3 separate regions of the Ovis aries genome follow, and regions 2 and 3 are each linked to region 1. A link is a contact called in public Hi-C data. All regions are on one chromosome and are shown on one strand. The core of a region is the stretch at or near the end of the contact, and the rest is flanking DNA. Distances in the headings are between cores, read along the strand shown.

Region 1 (4,650 bases), core at 1,365-3,864:
CAAAGCAGGCAAGTCTCTGCTCACCCGGGAGGAGAGGGAAGGTGGGAGAAGGTACGGCCCTGAGGGAACATGCAGCCATCATTCTCAGCAAAGCAGCGGGCAGTGTGGGCCTCCACCAGCTGGACACCTACCCTCCTCCCCTGCTTCAAAGGAAGATGGCTCCCCAGGGCATGTCAGAGTTTTACCAGGCAACCCAAGGGAGCCCACAGAAGGGTGGTTTCAGACTTGCTGGAGCAGCCCAATGAAAGTAGCCTCTCCCAGCTCCAAAGTGACATCATCGGGGACCCCAGGCAGAACCACTTCTCCCTAATAAGCCCCAGAACCCACTGATTCTCCCTAAAGCCCCAACCTCCCTGACGCCAGGCCTGCCCTGCTTGTGACTGTCAGAGCCACTGCGGTCAGTGTGCCTCTGTTTTTATTCTCTCTGCTTCCCTAGTGGGAGCCAGACTGGGAAAGGAAAGGAAGTCTGTAGAGTTATTATTGCATTAGGCCATGCCACTCCATCCCTCTCTCTCTCTCTCTCTCTCTCTCTCTCCATCTACTGGGGAAAGCACACTCTGCAGAAGACAAAGCAGTAAGAGAACAAGAAAACTGAAATGATCCGATCCAGCCCATCACTTGACATCTGGGGAGACACGAAGTGCCCGGCCCATGATCTCAGCACTAGCGACAGTAACCAATGACAGTAACCAACCAGTAACAGTTAGGGCTCCCGAGATTTGGTCCACAAGCTCTGGCTGTGCAGTCTGGGTAAGCCAGCCACCCTCTCTGGGCCTCTGCCAGGAAAGGAAGGGTCGGCCCAGATGAATGCCACATAAGTATTAATAAGACACGGCTTCCCCAGCTCTGTGATTCCTCAGTGGAGGAGCCACTGGGGAGGGGGTGGTGTCAGGAACCGGTTCATCAGAAAGGGAAGGGACAGTCCCGCCCCCTCGCTTGCTTTCTGTCCTCACACCCAAACCAGGATTCCAGGTCTGCCCCCCCTAAATGTTCTACCCAGGAGAGAATTCTTTCAAGGACACCAGGCTTTAGTCACCAGAGATGCTTTTTTACCATCAACACCTGTTAAAACTCAACTCATGACCAGTTTCTGATGCTACTGGCTAGAGCATTTAATTAAATATTACTCATTCAGGAAGCGGCCCCTGCCAACTCACCCCCGAACTGTTCAGTTCATTTTCAGAGAAAAAGAGAGAGGGAGGGAGGAGCCTGCACCCTCCTCAGCTGGTACCAGGCACCCTGCCCTCTTCCCCGTACCCTGGTTCAGGGCAGCCCTGTTTTGAGAACCAAGCAGGGAAAGGCAAGTTAAGTGGATCCAGGAGCCAGCGGTCCCCACTGCCAGGTTACCATGGATGGCACACACACATACACACACTCACGCCACACAGACACACATGCACTCAGAGGTGCAGACACACAGACACATGCACACACATTCACAGACACACTCACCACACACACACTCAGAGGTGCACACTAACTCACACAAAGACACACACTCAGAGACACACGCACACACACAAACACATCACACATACACATTCATACACTTATTCACGCACACACGCAGACGGGCTCACAAAGACACACTCTCACACAGACACATACTCAGCACACACCATACTCACACACACAATTCGCCGTCCCTCCCCGGCATACCAAGCCATCGCCCCGCGGGGCCGTTAGCATTGCCGGGAGCCTCTGCCTTGAACTTGAACAGGACAGCTACCACCGACTGACCCGGGCTGCTCTGGATTTTCTGTTTTAATCGATTTCCCGACAGAACTCTCGGCTCTCCCCTGGTTGCCCGAGCAGCCGCCGCGGCTCCGGGGCGGCGGGGGGGGCGGGGCCGCCTGGGGTGTCGCCCGGCGGGCTCCCCGGGGGAGGCGCCGCCGGCAGAGCTGGCGACCCCCGAGGGTGCTAGTTGGGCCGCCCTGCGGATCCCGGCCCCCGCTGGCGGGAAAAGCGAAAGTAACTCCGTGGAGCGGGGTCGGGCTGCCCCTGAGCGGAAGGGGCAGGTCGGCGCCCCGGCCTCCGCCGCAGGGATGGTCCTGAGGCCACCCCCCGGAGTCCGGCCACCTAGAAGTCGCCGGGGGCCGCCGTGCGTCCCGGGCTCCTTCTTAGGTCTGCAGTCGCCAAGGCTCAATCCCGGGTCCGACGGTCTCCGGGGCCTCCTAGACTCCCGCCCCGTCTCGTCCCCGCAGGTGGGGCCCGGGGCCGTGCGACCTGCCCGCGCCTGCACGGGCAGCACCCGCAGCAGCGCTGGGCGGCGCCCCAGGCCCCTCTCCTGGGACTCATGCCTAGAGAAGGGCTCCCCATGCACCGGTACCGGGTCTCCAGGCGAGACGCCACCCCAGCCCCGCGCCCAGGTGCCCACTCGGTCCCCAGGTGCTGCGACTCTAGCGCGCGCCCGGCTGGGACCCCCAACCCACCCATTCCCCGTGCCCGGCCCTGCCTACCGCTCCGGGGAGGCTGCCGCCGCCGCCCGCTCTCCGGGACCGAGGAGGCTTCCCGCCGCAGGGAGCGAAGTCGCCTCCTCCCCGCGGCCCCGGCGCCAGCGCTGGAGCCTGGTGCCTGCTGCGAGCGCGCTGGATGCCGGAGCGCGACTTCGGTGCAAAGAAGAAAATGCAACCGAAGGCTTTAAAGTGAAAAAGGAACGAGCTAGGGGCGGGGCCAGCCCGCCCCCGTCCCGCCCCTCCCCTCCCCTCCCCTCCCCTCTTCTTCTTGCCTCGCCCCGCCCCCGGCTGGGGCTCAGGCTGCCGCGCGGGGGGCGCCGTGCGCGGCTGGGGCGCGGGGCGGGTGGTGTGTCACGTGCCCGGCGGTCGTTCCACCGCCTCTGCCGCCGCCCCCCTCCTCTGCCTGCTCCATCGCCCCACCCGGAGGCCATCGGGGCGCTCCGGGCGGCGCCGAGGCTGTGGTCCCTCCGGAGGCGTCTTTGGGAAACGCTGGGCAGCCTCCGCTGGGTAAGAGGCCTTGGTTGCAACACCCGGAGGGCTGCAGCGGTGCTGGGCCAGCGTGGGGGCGGGGTGCGGGGGCTTACTAATAATAATTTTTTTGGTCTCTTGGGAGGGTCAGGGTTATTTCAATAACTCTGGCAGCAAGGCTTTGCTTGTTGTTTAGTCGCTCAGTCCTGTCCGGCTCTTTGCAACCCCCTGGGCTGTAGCCCACCAGGCTCCTGTGTCCATGGGATTTTCCAGGCAAGAATACTGGAGTGGGTCGTCATTGCCTTCTCCAGGAGATCTTCCCACCCAGGGATCGAACCCACGTCTATTGCACTGCATGTGGATTCTTTTCTGCTGAGCCACCTAGGAAACCCTCATCTCAAATGATCAGAAACTAAAAGTTCTTTGGCCAGCAGATGATCCAAGGGCTGTCAGTCCTGCTGGAGCCCACCCCCCACTGAGGCATTTCCATCTAGGTGGGCCCAGGGAGGGTGTCTTGGGATTCCCAGACCCTGGGGGGGGCAGTACCGGGGCATCACCAGCTTCTTGATGGGCTTGAGCATACAGCTGGTGGTTCCCCATGAATGTTTGTTGAATGAATGAAAGAGTGCCACGTGGGTACCCACCACCCCGACCCCACCAAGACTTGTCCGTGTAAAAGTGTCAGTAGCCACCGAAGGAGTTTTCCTCCACTCCCCTCAACAGAGCAGTCACTTGCACTCTAGAACTGGGAAGATTTTAAAGAAAGAACTTTTTAAAGACTCTCTTTACATTCCTCCACCCACAGTAGTGTGTAGTAGTGTTCACAAGGGCATGGAAGATTCACATTGGAGAAGCTGTTAAGAAGAATGTTGCTCTAATTTCATCTTTACCATACTGTAAGGGCAGAACTGTTACACTGATTGTAGAGATCAGACAGTGAGCCCTGTAGGGGTTCCTGGGCACAGGGAGCCTTTCCATTCAGCCTCCAGCACCTCCCCTGAGTTCTAAAGGGCTGTTTCAAGCAGTTGCATATCCGGGAAGAGGGGCAATGCAGAGTCAAGGGAGGAACAACCAAGAAACAGCCTTGGGGTAGGGTCCTCATTCTGCCTCAAGGGACACACTTGAAAGTGAAGTGAAAGTGAAGTCGCTTAGTCGTGTCCGACTCTTTGCGACCCCGTGGACTGTAGCCTATCAGGCTCCTCTGTCCATGGGATTTTCCAGGCAAGAGTGCTGGAGTGGATTGCCATTTCCTTCTCCAGGGGATCTTCCCGACCCAGGAATCGAACCCGGGTCTCCATCTGAGCCACCAGGGAAGCCCAAGGGACACACTTAACAGTATCTTAAAGCCCTTGATGGGGCATGAGTGGTAAAGAATCTGCCTGCCAATGCAGGAGACACAACAGACTCAGGTTCCATCCCTGGGTGGGGAAGATCCTCTTGAGTAGGAAGTGGCAACTCACTCCAGTGTTTTGCCTTGAAAATTCCATGGACAGAGGAGCCTGGTGGGCTGCAGTCCATGGGGTCACAAAGAGTCAGACATGACTGAGTACACTGAGTACATAGAATTGAAACCCAACAAATGGAAGATGTCAGCATTCTCCATACCTTGGGAGACCACCTGAGGCCAGACTGAAGAAGCCAAAGTCCATCAGAAAGATTACCTGGTGGACTTCCCCGGCAGTCCAGTGGTTAAGACTCCTCTGTTTCATTGTGGGGGACTTGGGTT
Region 2 (4,599 bases), core at 1,129-3,628, 150 kb before region 1:
TCCCTCAGTACCACTGCCAAGACGCTGAACCTAAGAAAGCTCTTACTTTCCTGCTGAAAACACAAAGATATTTTCAGGTTTGCTCATTGGTATTCTTGTACTTCCAGGGGAAAAAAAAAAATCTATCTGTAATTTGGCATGTTAAGGCCAAAGAGTGCATGCAAGTTTCCTCTCTTCTCTAGGTGTGCCCGTGATGTCATACAGGGATCTTCTGAGTTTCTTTCTCAGGTTCCCTGCTGAGCCTTCCAAGAGCCCAGCCTCGTGCCCTCTCCAGGCGGTGGCCACCTGCCTCCTCCTGGTGTCAGCCTGCAATGAAGTCCCTCTTGTCTGATTCCGAGTCCATGGCCGATCCTTCCAAGGAATAACAGAATGCATGGAAGGAACTAGGTTCCCAAATAGCACATATAGCAGAGAGAGAAATTCCTGTTTCTTTCCCAGTTCCTCAGGGTTCATGCCCAGAGCCCTTGATTAACCCTGAACAGTCACATATATGATTTACAGAAATCAAATCACCCACCTGTGGTATCTTGGTGTGGGACCTGGAAACATCACACATGTAAATCTGAGCCTGGAGAGATTCTTGCAGTGTCAGGCCTGCGTCCACCTACAGCTTCCTCTAGGTGTCAAGCTGAGGCCTGGAAAGCACAAAATTCATTTTCCTTAGCCTTTCACAGACTTTTCCTCTTGACCCAGAAGATGAGTCCTGCTGCTGGGCTATTCAGAGACCAGGCCTTTTTATAAGCATATCGTCTTTGTTTTGAATCTTTCCTTGGAATTTCTGTAATCAAAGCTGACAAGTGCTTTTATCCCAGATGGACAGAGACGCTTGGTTCAACTCAGAGGCTTCCTGGTGTCTGCCTGGTCCCTCCTCACCATGGAGAACCCTGAGGCCTCAGCAGTGACGGCTGACTGGCCATGGCTCCTTTTCCTGGGTCGGTCTGCATTTGGGACCAGGAGCCTGGACCCCTCTGGTCCCATCTGGCTTTCCATGATCTCAGTCCTTCAATGGTCTCTGCATCTTCCCTGGGATAAACACCTCCGTCCCCACTTGGCTAACATCTTAACTAGGTTTTCCCAGATCGAACCACGTCAGCTTCACACTGTCTGAGGATGCAGACTCTGAAGGATCATGAGTAAAGCTAGTCATCTTGGGTTTTGCACAAAGGTGAGAAGATGTTGTTGGGTGACTGGAGATGGAGGTTCGAGTCCACTGCCCTGGACGCCCACTCTGGGAGCTCAGTTGGGATGTTTTGATCCACTCTCGCCAGAGGGCGCCGCACTCCTTTATTGTTCCCCCAGTCTTGCTTCCAGATTTCAGAGGCTCAGGTAGAGGGGGTGGACGCTTTCTAGATTCTCACAATCGCCGCTTGGCAAATGACTCAGAGGCATCACGTTGCCTGTTGGGGAGCTTGATGGTTTTAGGAGCGAAAACTCAGCTGACCTGACAAAGGCTCTTTGATCAAATGACCAGCTTTTGTACTGAACCACAGACGGCAAGCAAGAGTTTCCTTCTTGATTCCTATTCCATTTTATGACTCAAAAATAATTTCCTCCTTTTCCGAGGACAGCATCCACCCCATCTGGGATCTTTTGTGGCATAGAGATCCAGGAAAAAAAAAGTGCATCTGAAAAAGTGGATCCACATTAATCTTGGGTGCAGCTGTACTACACCAAGAAAATGCACCAAGACATTTATCTTTCTTGGTGCTGCTGGTCATTCAAAGGAGGGCAGGACGGAAGCCCTCAGCCACACAGGAATTGGACCACTATCCTCTTCCTCATGGACTGGACGGGGGTCCAAGGACAGACCTTCCATCAGCACAGCTCTCACTGTCCATGGGTGAGTGAAAAGCTGCTCAGAATACTACCTGGGGGAGCCCAGCCCAGGAGTCCTTGGAGATGGATCTTAACTCTCCCACCAGGGAGAAACCAGAGGCGTTGTGCCATGGTGAGGTGTGTATGTGTATGTAAAAGTTACAGGGGTGCAATCTGGGGGAGTCCCTCCCCTGACTCTGCCCATCGGTGCAGTTTGCACTCAGGATGCAGAAGCCGGGTCCTAGAGATGCTTCTGTTCTTGTTCTGGGGATCTGTGCTGCTCTGTTTCCCCAGGTGGCCAGTCTCGCTGTGCCTCTTCCATCCATGGGTGTTTCTGGCCTTACTAGGCTCTGTGTCACTGATAATAAAGGTGGCCTTCCCCTCTGGCCCAGTGCACATGGGCTCCAGGGAGCCTGGAACGCTGGGGAGGGCAGCCCAGCAGGCCGCACAGCCTAGATACTTTAACTGCAGAGCCCCTCCGGGCCTCTCCTGGGATGGCTGGGGGCCCTGGATGGGAAAAGCAGCTCTGGTTTCATCCAGGGCCTCTACAGGTCAGCTCGCCTTGGTCCCCTGGGGTCTGTGTTCTGGCCACCACTACCCTGGCTGGGAGGCACGCCATGTCCCTCAGCCTAGTTTAAGCAAGTTTTTGCCCTGGAACTTTTTTAAAAAAAGAATTTTTAAAATTTATTTTTGGCTGTGCTGGGTCTTTGTTGCTGCATGTGGGCTTTCTCTAGTTGCAATGAGAAGGGACTACTCTCTAGTACACGAGCTTCTCATTGTGGTGGCTTTTCTTGTTGTGGAGCACCTGCAGGCTTTAGTAGCTGAGGTTCCTGGCCTCTAGAGCACAGGCTTAGTAGTTGTGGTGCTAGGGCTTAGTTGCTCTGAGCCACGTGCGGTCTTCCCAGGTCAGGGACTGAACCCATGTCTCCTGCATTGGCAGGTGGATTCTTTACCGCCTGGGGCCAGGGAGGCCCCACAAGTTTTAAAAATAATTTTTGAAAGAAATTATTTTGGGGCCACGCTGTCCAGCATGCATGATCTTAGTACCCCAACAAGGGATCAAATCTGCACCTCCTGCAGTGCAAGCACAGTCTTAGCCACTGGACCACCAGGGAAGAGCCTGTCCTGGGACATTTTTACAACAGAGAATTCATGTGGTGGTTGTTGTAGGGGTGGAGGTTCTCAGAAAGACATCAGAAAAACTTGTTTCTCCCACAGGCCATCCTTCTGGAGCCCCACCCCCGCAGAGGGCCTGGCTCCTTGGTGCTGCTGCCAAACTGGGTGATGGAGAGGTGCTCTCCAATTCATGGCTTCCCATGGTTTCCTTTTTAAATGGAACCACTTCTCATGTTCGCCAAATAAGAACTTTAAGGGCAACAGCAACATACTATTCTCCTTCTTTTAAATTTAGCCCTGTTGCAAGGCACAGGGCTTCCCTGTTGGCTCAGACAGTAAAGAATCTGCCTGCAATGAAGGAGACTCAGGATTGATCCCTGGGTTGGGAAGATCCCCTGGGGAGAGGAATGGCAACCACTCCAGTAACCTTGCCTGGAGAATTCCATGGACAGAGGAGCCTGGTGGGCTACAGTCCATCAGGTCACAAACAGTCGGACACGACTGAGCGACTAACACTTCCACTTTGTGAGGTGTATGGGATCTTAATTCCCCAACCAGGTATTGAACTTGAGCCCTCGGCAGTGAAAGTACGGAGTCTTAACCATCAGATCACCAGGGAATTCCCTATTCTTATCATTTTTTAAAAGGAAAGCTCTTCCCAGGAAATTGTTTACTCTCAGAATGAATGACCAGTGTGTGTGTGTGTGTGTCTTTTTAAAATTTATTCTTGGCTTGGTGGTGCAGCTTGTAGGATTTTAGTTCCCCAGTCTGGGATTGAACCCATGCCCCCTGCAGTGGAAGCTTGGAGTCTTAAACACTGGACCACCAGAGAAATCCCTGGATGGCCTTTAAATGAAATACAGCTTGCTTTATGAAACACTTGGCACATTCCCCCTGGTATTTTTGCATTTCCCTGCTCATCTGTGACCCTGTTGTCAGGCCCCTGTGTGCCCTGCAGACCTGGGGCCTCTCTTCCACCTTTCCTCCTCTCCCTTGGGTCCTATGTCTACCTCTGGTAGGACTTGGCATTGGTTTTTCACCAAGACACTTACTTGCATTGCATGTCTCTGCGTGCTTATCCTAGCACGTCTCCCCATGGCACCTCCAAACCAGCCTCATTACCTTGAATGGCAGTGGGTGGGGGTGCTGCTCAGAGTGGCTAAACCAGTGGCATCCAACTTGGAAGTTTCCCAGCTTCTTCTAGTAACCTGTGACCAAATGGGTATGGGACAGAAATATGCAGGTGAGGGAGAAAGTTTGGATTTGCATTGAAAACCTTTGAAGCGTTCCATGAAGAAACCAAGTTTGAGTCAAACACTGAAGGGTCAGGAACCTACCAGAACTTTCAGTAAGTTCATAATCCCTCTATAGAGTAAAGGCACACTGAGAATTTATCACCCCTGGGGGCTGAGGACCAGGTGATGCCCCTGGAGATACTCCCTTAGGAGCACAGCCCAGACCGGCTGGTCCAGAGCATCCTTCAGCTCTGGCCTTGATGCCACTGGGCTCTTCTTGTTCACAGCTCAGAAAATGGTCTCAGCCCGGGGGGTGCCTTTCAACTTCTGTCTCTCATACGTGCAAAACATACTTTCTCCTTCCCCCAAACAGCTTCTCTTTCATCTTCCCTGTTTTGTCATCTCCCTTCCCCAATCTTCCTCATCCCCAGAG
Region 3 (4,256 bases), core at 818-3,317, 180 kb before region 1:
GTCTTTCGGAAAAATTCTTTCAGTTTGGTGACGTGAGAAGATGCTCTGGATTTGACTGTTCTCACCACCTCTCCTGCTTCCTCTCTCGACCAATTACTGTAATAACCCCCTGGGGAGTCTCCCTTTTGCTCTTCCAGAATCTTCTCAATATAGCAGCCACACTGATCATTTTAAAAAATAATAATAATTAATTTTATTTTGGACTGCATCGGGTCTTAGTTGTGGGATGTGGGATCTTAGTTCCCAGATGAGGGATTGGATCCAGGGGAGCCTCACACTGATCCTTTTAATCATGAATCAGATCATGTCACTCTTCTGCTCGAAACCTCCCAAGGCCCCCATTTCACTGAGGGGGGAAAAAGCTGAAGTTTGTTCTGTTACCGAGTCTAAGCTTGTACTGCTTGCCTGACAGGACAATAATTGAGACATGAGTTGTTGGGGCAAGGAATCACTTTATTCAGAAAGCAAGCAAACTGAGAAGATGGTGGACTCACGCTGCCAAGAACCATCTTGCCCGAGTTAGAATTCTGGCTCTTTCTATACTAAAAGGGGAGGGAGCAAACTCAAACAATCTGCTTCCACTCAGACTCTGGAGGGGACGTGTTCATTTCTGTGCATCACCTTACGGTCAGCATCACCGACTCAATGGACGTGAATCTGAGCAAACTCTGGGAGATGGTGAAGGACGGGAGCCTGGCATGCTGCAGTCCATGGGGTCGCAAAGAGTCGGACACAACTTGGTTACTGAACAACAACAAGGCTGCAGTCATTGACTGATGGACCTGCTCAGGATGTTCCCTGTGAGCTAACAAAGGTGTTTTAGCTTAATGCTCATTACCTGGGAAGTAGGGTTCCCAGAGCTGGGCTATTATGTATAATTTAAGCTTATGGGCACCATCTATACAGTGATTAACTTCCAGCCACTTTACCCAGGGAAGGATGATTGAGCTGTGTGTCAGCAAAGAGGAGTCTGCAATGCCAGACTGCAGCCCCATTTAATTTTTTTATTGTGGTAAAATACACATAAGTTTTCCAGGTGGCCCTAGTGGTAAAGCATCTACCCGCTAATGCAGGAGACTCAGGTTTGATCCTTGAGTCTGGAAGATCCCTTGGAGAAGAAAACGGCAATCCACTCCAGTATTCTTGCCTGGAAAATCTCATGGACAGAGGAGCCTGGTGGGCTACAGCCCATGAAGTTGCATAGAGTCAGACATGACTGACTGAGCGTGCATGCATGCAAAATACATGTAACATGAATGTTGCCGTTTAAAACCATTTTAGAGTATGTACTTCAGTGGCATTAAAGGCATTCACCATGCCGGGCAACCACCATTATTGTTTGGTTCCAGAACTTTTTCATCACCCCAAAAAAAGACCCCACACCAATTAAGCAGCTGCTTTCAGTTCTTTCAGACTTCCCTGGTGGCTCAGACAGTAAAGCGTCTGCTACAATGCGGGAGACCCGGGTCCAATCCCTGGGTCGGGAAGATCTCCTGGAGAAGGAAATGGTAACCCACTCCAGTATTCTTGCCTGGAAAATCCCATGGACCTCGAAGCCTGGTAGGCTACAGGCCATGGGGTCGCAAAGGGTCAAACACGACTGAGCGGCTTCACTTTCTTTTCAGTTTTTTCTTCCCTCCAGCCCCTAGAAATCACTTGTCTGCTTTCTGCCTCTATAGATATACCTATTCTGGATATTTCTCTTTTTTTTTAATTAAAAAAAAACTCAACTCTTAGTTGAGTCATGTGGAATTTACCTCCCCGACTTAGGATCAAACCTGAACTTCCTGCATCGGGGATCTGGAGTCTTAGCCACTGGACCACCAGGGAAGTTCCTCTCTATGGGCATTTGCAGGGACCTGGGATGCTGGAATGACCAGGGGAGGGGGTCGGGATGGTCCCAGAGCTCCAGGATTACCCGCTAAGTCACATGGCTTTGCTTCTCAGGTTGAATGTGCTTTAGGCAGAAACATCACGACACAAAGCAGTTTCCTCTTACAGCCTGATAAAGAGGATCCAAGGAGGGCAGAAAAGCAGGCCAGGAACAGGAAGAAAACTCACGCTCAGATAGAACATGTGATTCCATGAGTATCTCAAATATGCTCAATCCAGCCAAGATCGTGTCTGCAATCAGGCCGATGAGAAGTCCTTGCACAAAAATAGCACCCTTGGAGATAAGAAGATGTTTCTTACCAGGAGAATTTTCTTTTGGGTCTTCACATAGTTCACCAGTGACTCTGGAGGGAATTTTGAGGAACGAAGGCAATAAATGTGATGAAGAGGTTGGAGGGCCTGATTATGAGTGAAGATGAAACGACAGCTTGGCCATAGCATGGGTTTCGGGGAGTTATGGCCTCCATTTGGCAGATGCGAAGGGTCCCAGATGGAAGGAGAGGTTGGAGGAGTCTGGGAGGGTATAAGTAGGAGTAATGGTGTGATATTATGAAAAGAAAGCGATAGGCTGTGGATAAGATGGTTTCTGGGCAAAGAGCCTGTTTAAGAAACAAATAGCCTCCGAAGGGCGGTGGACGTGCCTCATGGCTCGTTAAGGCAAACATTTGGCAAGATCAAAGTCTTAGAAGCTGCTCTGTTGGGAGTGACCACCTCCTCCCCAACTCAGATGCTTCATCTCCACGCCCCTTGTCTCTTTCACAAGTTTGGAAGTGCCGTGTGGGTTTGCAACCCAGGTCTTCAGGGTGGTGGATGGAGTTCTGGGCCGTGAGCACAGGCTCAGAGGAGAGCTTAGCAAGGAGGAGCAGATAGATGAGCTGGCTGGAGAGCATCTTTATCTACCCAGGGAGAAGAGGATGGAGGGTGCTGTTGGAATCCTGGGGTAAACAACACATGTGCTTCTGGCCTCTGGCCTGAGCCAAGCAGATATTGGAACGGTCCTACCCGGGCCAGTTTCTTTGATTTCTATGGTTCCTCTGCCCACTGGGTTGTGATGCCTCAACGTTTCTGGTTGACAAGGCAGTTTCATGTCCATTACCTCCTTGATCGTCCTTACTATTTGAAGCTGACCCTTCGAGTGGCAGAAGGATTTGCATCATCTTGTCTGTTCCCCTGATTTGCTGTTGAGAATATTGGGGCCCCCAAAGAGCAAGTGACTTGATCTGAGGTAGCTGGTGATTCCAGACCTTGCGTGTGGAACACTGGAACCACGCGTGTGACACGTATGAGAAGAGCGCTTTGGTGAACTCCAGAAGGTTGCCTCTGGGAAGAGAAATGGGTGGCTGAGGGTGGACAGGGGCTGGAGAGAGACTTACTGTGTTTGCCCATGTACACTGAAGATTTAAAAATATATATTTATTTAATTTTCTGATCCAGAAGTTGCCCCTTTCTTTCTTTTTATTTATTTGGCTGCGCTGGGTCTTAGTTACAGCATGTACATCTAGTTCCATGACCAGGGATTGAACCTGGGCCCCCTGAGTTGGGAGCACGGAGTCTTAGCCACTGGACCACCAGAAGTTGCCCCTTTCTGACAGCAAAGACCATTTGGAATGTGGTCCACTCCTGTGTCTAGAATTCTGCCTGCTCTTTTTCCCAGGAGCCAGTCAGCTCTCACTAGGGAGGCAGCAAACTCTGAGCTGGTGGTGTGGCCACAGGGGCCTCAGGACAGCTCCCTTTGGCTGGTGTCCGCACTGCGGTCAGTGGTCTGCATGGAAGGGGCAGCGCGGGCCCTGGAGCCGCCATCCCCTCTCACTGGCAGAACTGGACGCTCTTCACCTAGTATCTGGTTTCCTCGTGCTGCTTTTCCTTCAGGAATAAACAGTTCATCTAGAGCGAGTGTAAAACTTTGTTTTGTGGGTCGGGAAGGCCACCTCTCACTGCTCCATTGGAGGAACCCATTTGGCTCCTGGAGTCACCCCTGATGGCTAGTGGACAGAGACGAAGCTGTCCATCCTGGGAGCCCCACAACCCTGCACAGAGCCCTTGGATTGGCTGACCTCTGACCTCTGACCTCTGAGTTGGCTTGTTGGCAGATGGGCTGGCTAAGGGTAGGACCACAGCCAGACTGCTGCGATACAAACGTCACCCTGCCACTTAGCAGCTGTATGACTTTGGGCAACTTACTCAACCTCTCTGTGCACTGTGCCCCCAGCTTCCAAAACATGTGGTAATAATAACACCAACTCCACCAAGCTCTTATGAGAATGAAATGGTTTGGTAGCTGCTCTTAGGACAATGACTGGCACAAAAGATTCTGTAAGTTCTTGTCACATAAACTGAAGCAAAGAGGGTGATCCTCAGCAGGA

Evidence for each region. A called contact is a pair of places that touch in the nucleus more often than the background predicts.
Region 2: a contact with region 1 is called in a Hi-C map of tail adipose tissue, with 4 times the contacts expected there. The contact joins the enhancer-like site here to the promoter of SPSB1 in region 1. A contact is called at or near these places in 11 of 16 Hi-C or Micro-C datasets (blood, liver, mixed tissues and 3 more).
Region 3: a contact with region 1 is called in a Hi-C map of tail adipose tissue, with 4 times the contacts expected there. The contact joins the enhancer-like site here to the promoter of SPSB1 in region 1. A contact is called at or near these places in 3 of 16 Hi-C or Micro-C datasets (blood, skin fibroblasts and tail adipose tissue).

What each region holds. Positions count from the first base shown.
Region 1 is chr12:43,435,451-43,440,100 of ARS-UI_Ramb_v3.0, forward strand. SPSB1 (splA/ryanodine receptor domain and SOCS box containing 1) reads right to left here and starts at 2,615. Exons shown (of 4, transcript XM_060396510.1): 1 at 2,460-2,615. It overlaps LOC105616528 (a long non-coding RNA gene), which reads left to right and starts at 2,754. Exons shown (of 3, transcript XR_006061479.2): 1 at 2,754-2,963.
Region 2 is chr12:43,280,718-43,285,316 of ARS-UI_Ramb_v3.0, forward strand. LOC105606443 (a long non-coding RNA gene) reads right to left here. Exons shown (of 6, transcript XR_009595693.1): 5 at 518-4,139. Among named protein-coding and RNA genes, the nearest start is that of SLC25A33, 79 kb to the left of the region's middle. Within about 2 kb of position 2,379, at least 8 of the 54 cell types and tissues checked have an H3K27ac peak or open chromatin away from gene starts, as enhancers often do. A contact at or near this core is called in tail adipose tissue, where this site is marked.
Region 3 is chr12:43,252,829-43,257,084 of ARS-UI_Ramb_v3.0, forward strand. No RefSeq gene overlaps it. Among named protein-coding and RNA genes, the nearest start is that of SLC25A33, 51 kb to the left of the region's middle. Within about 2 kb of position 2,068, at least 4 of the 54 cell types and tissues checked have an H3K27ac peak or open chromatin away from gene starts, as enhancers often do. A contact at or near this core is called in tail adipose tissue, where this site is marked.